2 separate regions of the Zea mays genome follow, and region 1 is linked to region 2. A link is a contact called in public Hi-C data. All regions are on one chromosome and are shown on one strand. The core of a region is the stretch at or near the end of the contact, and the rest is flanking DNA. Distances in the headings are between cores, read along the strand shown. Region 1 holds the start of LOC100303816 (UDP-glucose 4-epimerase 4). Region 2 holds the start of LOC100284896 (phosphatidate cytidylyltransferase).

The links. Hi-C and Micro-C count contacts between places; a contact is called where the count stands out from the background.
Region 1: a Hi-C map of ear shows a contact between it and region 2, with 2.0 times the contacts expected there. The contact joins the promoter of LOC100303816 here to the promoter of LOC100284896 in region 2. A contact is called at or near these places in 2 of 25 Hi-C or Micro-C datasets (ear and tassel).

What each region holds. Positions count from the first base shown.
Region 1 is chr2:179,857,110-179,861,377 of Zm-B73-REFERENCE-NAM-5.0, reverse strand. LOC100303816 (UDP-glucose 4-epimerase 4) reads left to right here and starts at 1,618. Exons shown (of 9, transcript NM_001165446.1): 1 at 1,618-1,921. The coding sequence starts at 1,712.
Region 2 is chr2:179,486,509-179,491,393 of Zm-B73-REFERENCE-NAM-5.0, reverse strand. It overlaps LOC100284896 (phosphatidate cytidylyltransferase), which reads right to left and starts at 2,772. Exons shown (of 11, transcript NM_001157791.1): 1 at 2,435-2,772; 2 at 2,071-2,324; 3 at 1,840-1,991; 4 at 1,138-1,279; 5 at 168-324. The coding sequence starts at 2,527.

The DNA of each region.
Region 1 (4,268 bases), core at 369-2,868, 370 kb before region 2:
GACACGAGGAAAACACTTATTAGTATTGTGGCTTTGGTGGCGACGTAGACAAAATAGTGCAAATAGGAAGGCACATCAGAGGTGGCAGCGCTGGAGCCTATGTTGATAATGGCACCACACTTCCTCTTGAGTCTCAACCATGCCTGGCAACACATCGTTCGTGATCCACGTGACACTCTCGACATTGACCTAGACGAGGCTGCGCATCAGCTCCTCGTCCGCCTCGTTGAAGTAGCGCGTGTATGGAGAAGACAACATGCTGTGGTCCTAGATGGAGTCTTGAGCGCCTCGACGCCGGCCATGAGCCCCTCGAGATCCTTGTCGGAGGCACGAGCGTCGAGGAGGCGGTGAAGGTGAGGGAGGGGACCAAGGAGGTCTGTCGTGGCGGGGCAGGGGGCCGGGGAGGCAGGGACAAATGTAAAACAATAGAAACAAACGCTTCGAATGCGTAATAATTTTAAGGATCAACATATAAAAAATCTTAAAATCCTGGAATTTCATCCTAACACTCTGATTCTAAAGGGTTGTATCTAGGGATGACAATGGAATCTAAATTTTACACTATAAAATTTATGGATCGAGTTAGAATTAGGTTCTATTTCTATTTATTTTTTAACTAACATTAATTTAGGACTCTAAGGAATCGTGAAGAAACATTTGGATCACAATCCATTACCACCCCTAGTTCTATCACACAAGCACATAATCCAAGAAACAATAAAGATTATTTTTGCTCGTAGCCCGAATTTTAGAACCTCATCCAAACATAAAAATTGCAACACGAGGTAGAAATTGCTTGATTAGATATCCTAGCTGTACTATATATATACACTCCTTCTACAAAGTGTATCATTATCATTCTCTTGAGAGGTTAGATATCCCAAGACTAGATATGATCAAATGACTATAAATTATGTTTTGTTTTTTTTATTTTGTGATGTGAAAGTGTTGAACACCTGAACATGTTAATTATGTCAACTATCTACTATTTGTTATATACTTGTGGACTTTTTGATTATGTCTATAAGAGGATATGTTGACGATTTGTTTTTTTTAAATTGTGTTGTTGGTTCTGTAATGTCCTTATAAATAGTAACTTAAAACTGCATGCATGATGTCAATTTTATCGATTTATTTTTCTATATTTAAGCTATCATGTGTATAATTATGTAATTTTTATTTTATTTGTTTGTTGAACGGTTAGTCAACTAATATCATTGAGACAAATTATCCGACAATTATCCATTATCTATCCAATTAATATCTGACATCTGTTTATTTCCCTTCTGATTTATTATCTGGTTCCATCTTGTATCCGTCTCGAATTTTAACTATTCTGTATCTGAGAGAAATACCTCTACTCCTATGTCCAGTTTTCAACCCCTCCCCAAAAAAAAAAACATCACCGACACCTCCATCAGCCCCACAGGCGGACACGTGGCAGTGGTCCCGGCGGTTCAGGAGCGCGCGGGCCCGGCGTGACGTCGTTGGGCGTGCGGCAATCCCGGGCGGATTCAAATTTCTTCCTCTTCCTCGATTCTCTCTCTCTCCTCTCCTTCCCCACTCCTCGCCTCCACCTCTCGTCTCGTCCACGCCTCCTTCCCTCCCATTCGGCCACTTGGTCGTCGTCTCATCCCGCAGATCCGCAAGCACCGGGCCACTAGACAGAGAGAGCGAGACGGAGAGGAGGAGGGTCGCGGGGGTGGAGGAGATGTCTGCGGCGAAGGAGGCGGGGCCGAGTAGCAGGGCGGTGTTGGTGACGGGCGGGGCAGGCTACATCGGTAGCCACGCCGTGCTACAGCTGCTCACCGCGGGCTTCCGCGTCGTCGTCGTCGATAGCCTCGCCAACTCCTCAGAGCTCGTGATCCGTCGCCTGCGCTCGCTTGCGGGGGAACACGCTAAAAACCTCGCGTTCCATAAGGTAATTGCTCCAGTAAGCACGTTCGCTGTCTGCCCCTCAATGTAGCCGAGACCGAGAGCCCTTCGTGTCGATCACGCGCGCCGATTTGTATTTCTGTAATACATGCACGCGGAGTTTACTCCAACGTGCTGTTGGTGTGGTGATTATTTTGGCGTACTGTTAGTATTGATTATGTTGGCCACGTTGGAGCCTTGGAGGTAATGTTTTGGGCCATCATTGGTGGGGCTTACGTAGGCTTCGTAGGAAAATTTAGATTTAAGCGTTTAAGCGTGATGATTAGCCACCAAAGGTATTGATGCGTTGCTTTCTGGCTGGGCTGGGTAGGCTTCTTGGGCTTCCCTTTTCTGCGTGATTTGTCGAGTTGAGTCGATGTCTCGAACTGCTTTTATAGGGCCCTGCCGCCTGTATTTTTTGCACGGTTTATTTGACTGTTTGATATACATAAAATGGTGGTGGTGGGAGTTTGGTTAACTTGCTCAGACTTTACTTGGGAATAGGAAAAAAATACTCAGATTGATATTTAGCTGATCTGTATTGGAATAAATTCATAAGTTGTAAACATATTGGAGGATGATATAATCAGTACTGCAGATTCTGTTGAAATTTTGGATTTGTCGCTTTTGTTTGGTTGTAAACCGTTTAGTCTACAAAAACCGCTACCCACCGGTAACGCCGATTAACCGTTTGGAAACCGGTAAAAACCGACCGGTTTGACCAATTCAAATCAATTTAAATTTGAAACGGTTTACCGGTGAAAAACCAGCGAAAAACCGCTCTAGACCACCGGTTAACCGCGAAATAAACCGGTTTTGCTGTTTTTTACAGAAAAAATGAAATTTTTTGATAAGATTTATTTGTAATTTGCTCAGTTCACATTGAACAGTAAATATTAATTGATCCATACGATATGTGTTCACCAAAATAACATATAACATACATATGCTACCACAAATTCCAGTTCTCATACAACAAACAACCAGCGAACTTCGCAATACTCAAATACAAGTTCTTTTACAACTCTCCAACGAGGCAACGACACATAGGTCGACTTATTTCACAATACTCACATGTTCAGCTCGAGTCATAGTGATAGTACTTAGGCATGTTGGAAGTATCGTGATAGTGTTCTAATCTGTCATAGTGGTAGGTCTATACAAAAAATATGAGATACACTAGCGAGAAAACAAGAACGGCAAACAAATACTTATTGACAAAGCAAAAAAACATACTGGTATGTGTGTTTGGTGTTTGTGTATTACATGTGCACCTCACCATGTGTTGAACTTTTCTTCTGATCAATAAATCTTAAGAACACATACAGAAGAACTGGAGCTAAGGGTTCTAGATTGAGTCTTGTCCAGACGGATACTTATTAGAAGAACTGAAGCTACTTGATCCACGGATTCCATCTTGGACAGGAAATGAAACCGAAATTGACCACTAAATGCCTAAACTTGACTTGAGCTACGAGTTTCATCTTCACATATAGCATATAACATCTTCACATATAGCATATAACATTAAACAAGACTAATATACCTAAATTGACCACTAAATACTCAATCGCGGCTTTAAATCCGGTTTTCCGGCAAAAATTGGCGGTTTACCAGTCTAAAATAACGGGTTACCGGTCCAAAAAACGGTTTACCAGCGGTTTTCGGTTTTTATGTTTTTTTTCAATTTTTTTGAATTGGAACAGATTTTGAAAAAAACGGGCGGTTTCGGTAAACCGACCGGTTTACCGCCGGTTTTTTACCGGTTTTGTAAACCTTGGTTTTACTTGAATGTAGTAGATGGGCAACGATGAAAAAGCTTCAGTAATTTTAGCATGGTTGTAATTCCTCAAATTCAGATTCTTGGTTTCTTGCCAAGTCCAAAGTTATGTTTGAGCTGCAGATGTTTAGGATTGCACTTGACATTTACAGGTAGAGCGGCCAAATTGGCAAAGTTTGGATGGTGTCAGCGCCTTCATTGGTCAATGCTTGAACATGTATCACTTCAGCATTGCAGAATTTATACAACTGGCTCCAATAATATTACCTACTCCGTATTTGTTATTGCCATTGACAAAATCTTGGCTGCTCAATGAATTTGGTGGCTTGATTTATCTGTGACAGAACCAACGGGGTTGGTAGATATATAAATGGCATGTCCTTGCTGTTGAGGATTTGGTTCATGCATTCAGGGTGATAATATCTATAGTCTTTTCTTCAATCGATTTTTTTCAAAGTAACCGTTCATAGACATACACAGTTTGGTTAAGTAGGATGGTTTATCGTATCCTTATTTGTCGACTTGTGCAAAAAAGTTTGACTCTTCTAGGAAAAATCATTCTCTAAGCTTCTGA
Region 2 (4,885 bases), core at 1,523-4,022:
TTCATAATGCAGATAAGTAGGTATCTGACCATCTCCAATATTTGCACAAAGAAGGCAATAAAAACAACATCGAACAAAAATATTATGCACCACATATTGGTTATATGGTCATTGGTTAGCAATAGTAAACAGAGATAATTTTAGAAGAATAGTACGTATTTACTGACCACAAATGCAGAAAGCAATGTTGTCACTGATGCACCTATAAAGCCTTCCCATGTTTTCTTTGGAGAGAGCTTGATCAGTGGTGTTTTCCCAAAGAAGAACCCAAAGAAATATGCAGCAACATCATTGATAGCAATTAACGAAGCTGGGAGGATGAACCTACAAAAGCATCATCTTCATGTCAGCTTACAACTAATCACATAAGGCCCGGTTGAATGTGGGACCTGAATCAGATTTCAAACAAATAATAACAACCCCCAGAAAATGCATCCCTGCCCCCACCCAACATCCAGGCATAGTTTAGCTGCTCAAGCTTTATTAATATCAATCATGTAGTTTGACAAGTGCACAGTCTCAACATGTATGCAAAACTAAATGATAATAAATGGAGTAAAGCACAAATCAATAGGTAGGTATGAAGATCTTAAAAATAGATCGTTACAAAAGCAGATAAAATGTTATTCCCTCTTCTTTACACAAGCTAAGTCGATGCTGCATTCCATTGGCACTTGACAGATCACAAAAATAAAGAGTTACACAAACAGAATAGCCTGTATTAATATTGTTTTGGATCCATACCTAGTTATGAACATCACCATAATCATTCAGCTTGTTCTTGGTTCATGAACTCTTTGTACTTCATGAAAGAATAATCACTCTTTAAGTCTTTAAACTAGTAACTTTGCAGCTAATCACTTATAGGCCTCATTAAGTTTAAGTCATCAACAAAATTGTATGAGCAAAATTACTAACACAAGCATAAAATATAAATTAGTATTCCCTTCAGTCATGAATACATGCCATGCTTTGTTTTGTTTGTCAAAAACTTCATGTACTCATGACTATAGGGTGTAAACAACACTTCAGGCTCCTAAGCTGGTATTCCTATCTATATCAGACAAGCATACCACTGGCATCCAGATTACACTATCAGATCAAAGCATTAAAGCATGCTGTAAAGTAGAAGCTTACCAGAATATTCCATCAAAAATGTTTGCCACAGTGAAAGATGACTGGGCAAATACCATGAGAAGGATCATGTGAGTCCATGCATATTGACTGAACTGGTACTTGTATGTCTTTTTCTTTAGTGTGATAATAAACCAAACAAAACCTAGAAAATAAATAAATTACTATGGTGGCAATAAGCAAGCAATTTTCAAACTTTATGAGAATGCATTTGCCTCATTTTTTTGTAAAAAAAACAGCTTACGAATTTATGTGCTATAAAACTTAAGTGCTTAAGGACCCAAACTTAATGGGAACAACATAGAGGATTATATTGCATTGTACAGTCACATCATATACAGCCTTCCCAACCACCATCACTCAATAAATATAAACACAATAAAACCACCTTTACTCAATAAACAAAATCAACTAAAAAAACATTATGAACTGGAGAATGAAGGAAGAACTGTTCCTTGTCACTCTAAAAAACTCACTAAGCAAAGTCCCGTTTGAGGAGGTTTGATGGCACTACTTCTCCGGCCTACATTTCTAAACACATCTACCAAAAGGGAAATGGACCAAATGTCGTTGTCAGACTGAACTCCCTGGGTCCAATGCCAGCCTATCAAATCAAGAACTATTAAAATATTGAACTGACCTATGATGTAAACTTGTACATTTCATGACCCTTATTTGGGAACAAAATTTTTTTGCCACAGTTACCTGCTATGTAAAGAAAGTAGCAAATAAACATCTGGTACTTGATGAGCCTGCTCACCAGCTTGTACAACAACTTATCTGAAGTCATCGTGTTAACAAGCTGATGGCTAAGGAAGCGCCCGTAGGTAAACAGCATCGCAGTAAAGAAAAAATGCCTGTCACATCACAGATTAAAATTGTAAACGCCAGGTCATCCAATGCATCGATCAGCCATATATCCTACCACCACCTCACCAGTTGAGCATCCTGAACCCTGGGAGCTGCCGGTCCTCATTGGCCTTGCGGAGAAGGTTGAAGAGCTCCTTTGCCATGAAGATTTGGACGACCACCACCATGGCCCAGATGTAGAGATGGCCCATATATATCAAGAACACGACCCCGGCCATCATCCACAGTGAGGAGTAGGTACGAACTAGCATCGACTTGTACTTGTTCTGGTCGTTTAAGAGCAGGTTGGCGCCATTAGTCGTGTTCACGTCGCTGGGGACCTAAACAATAACAACAACGATGCGCAATGAATGCGAGTCCTCCACCTCTACAGCCAGGAACAGAAAGTCATCTCTGTATAGAACTACGGATACACGGTAGAACCGATCACCTCGTTGGAGCGCTTCCGGTGCCTGAGCCGGCCACCGTGCGTCGGGCTCGGGGTGCCCGGCGTCCGGTCGCCGGAGCCGGCATCCCTCTGCATTTCTTGTGCCCTGCAGCGTTCCTCCGAGCAAGCGTGGGTTAATTACCAAGAGAATGACAGATCGATCCAGGGCCTGCTGGGTGGGTCATGGATAGACGGATCTCCACTCTGCAGTAGTTCAATGCAACGGGCGAAATATGGGGGCGATGCCACTGGTGTATGGAGACTTCGATGTGAGGACGGCTGATCGGCTGGGTTGTTCTGCGCCGTCGCCGGCGATGAGGCACAGCGGCGGGCTGGCGGCGGTATGGGATCTCTAGAGAGAAACAGAAACAGACAGGGATCACCGTCCTCCGAACGGCAAACCCTTCAATTATGTGTGGTAGAGAGAGGGCCCAGACGTGGAGCTGTTCGGTCAAAGCCGTCGACACAGGCTTACACGTACACGCGCAAGGTAGAGTGGTTCAAATCGTTTAAGAGCAACTCCAATTATTTTCCAAATAACTCCATAAATCTTAAATTTAAAATTTAAAAAATATATAAAAAATACTTCTCTAATAGTTCTCTAAATATATTTGCTAAATTTAATTACTTATTATCTAACCTTGTTTACTCTTTAAGTTTAACAACCTAACAGGCACTGCAATTGACGTTGATTTCTTCACATTTCTTGCTTATTTTCCTCCTTTCCTGCTTAGCGAGGTAGCCATCTCTGACACGATCTTTTTTTCTTTTCCGTACAGTGAGACAGCCAGATCCAATGCGTGTGACATAAGTTTCTCCTCCATCGTCGGACTACCGCTGTCTCATAGGTCATGCCGCTCCCTTAATACCTCACATGTTGCGCCGATCGACCTTCTCCTCCACCGTCGACGCCTTCTGCTCTCATCCACGCCGCCAGTTAGGTGTGACGAGCAAAGCTAAACTAATCTCTAAATATTAGGAACTATTAGAGACCAATTTGTTTTTTACCAATAGCTATTTGACAAATTGCTAATCAAAGTTTAGGAAGCTTTTTTAGAGAAATATTCGAGCTGCTCTAAAACCCGTTTATGGAACCACTCAGTTCCTTACAGACGGGTTTTTAAAAGCTAAAAGTATTTTTTGTCCAGTTTCAAAAAAAAACTGGTTTCCTAGTTTTTTTTAAAAAAAACAAGAAGCTGACCTCTCACACTTAAAATCAGCTTTTATATGGTTAATTATGTAATACCCTCAACAAGATTGGAATAATGAATGAGAATGTGCCACCTGTTTTTCTTTCAGAACCGAATCGTTCTTTCTGTCTCACGAATAGAACACGCCCGCTCATAGATGAGTTATTTGAGTTTATAACGTTCTCGTCGTGCGGCTTCGCTACTCTATTACTCCGCAGCTGCGTATCGCCATTTTGGTATTCTGGAGATCACAGCCGCGCCAGATTGGGACAGTTAATGTCCCGCGCTCTGTTAACGTCTGTTTTATTGCTCTTCATGCAGGTTGTGTACCCCTTCATACTAATCTACCCCTAACCGGAGTTCGAGTGTTCTTGCGCGAGAGAACTCCTGCCACCAGAAAACAGAGTGTGCGCCGCCGTCTGCCACCAGGGAGACTCGCCACCAGGTGGTCACGCAGTCGGCTACCAGCAGCTGCCCGCGCCACCCCCTGCTACCAGCTGCCAGCGCTGTCGTCTGCCCGCGCCAGCACGGCCTAGTGGTCATTATAGCGCAACAAATGCGAGAAGTTGGAATGGAGCACTTTGTAGAGACTACTTTTCTGTTGACAAATTTAAAAAGGCTTATGTATGAAGGATTGAAAGTGCGGGCGACAAGTCCTTTTGGCCAAAAGTGTCCCTAGCCGATGAAGTGAATGCACCTATTGGTAAGAGGAGTGTTGGGCGACAAAGGAAAAATCGAATTAAAAGTTGCCTAGAAGGTGGTGCTGCAAAGAAGAAATAGTCCATACCTGAAGAGGAAAATGAGAAGAAGCTACTTAGAGGAAAAATTAAATGCCCGAACTATGGCCAACTCGGTCATAGGAAGGCCAGTCCAAAATGCCCACTTAATGGGTCCAAAAAAGGCTAGCAATTTCATTTTAATTGAAGCTTTAAATCCTCTCTTAATGATTACTTTGTTGACTTCATAATGTTATTTTTGGTGTTTTTCAGGAAAAGGAAACCTCGAAAAAATACCACAAAACAATGGTTTCCAAAAAATATGACCAAATCAGCTGAACATCAAGATGACAACACACAAGATGACCCCGGAAGAACTGAAGTTTCTACTGAAACACAGCTGATGTTGCGCCAGGGAGGTAATGTTGTGCAGCAGGAGTGACTCAGATAATGCTGGCGACGGACCAGCTTCGAGATCTTCTAAACGATGTGCTTCGTCCTCAAGTGACTGAGCAAGCTCATACACGCGCCACATTGCGAAGTTCACT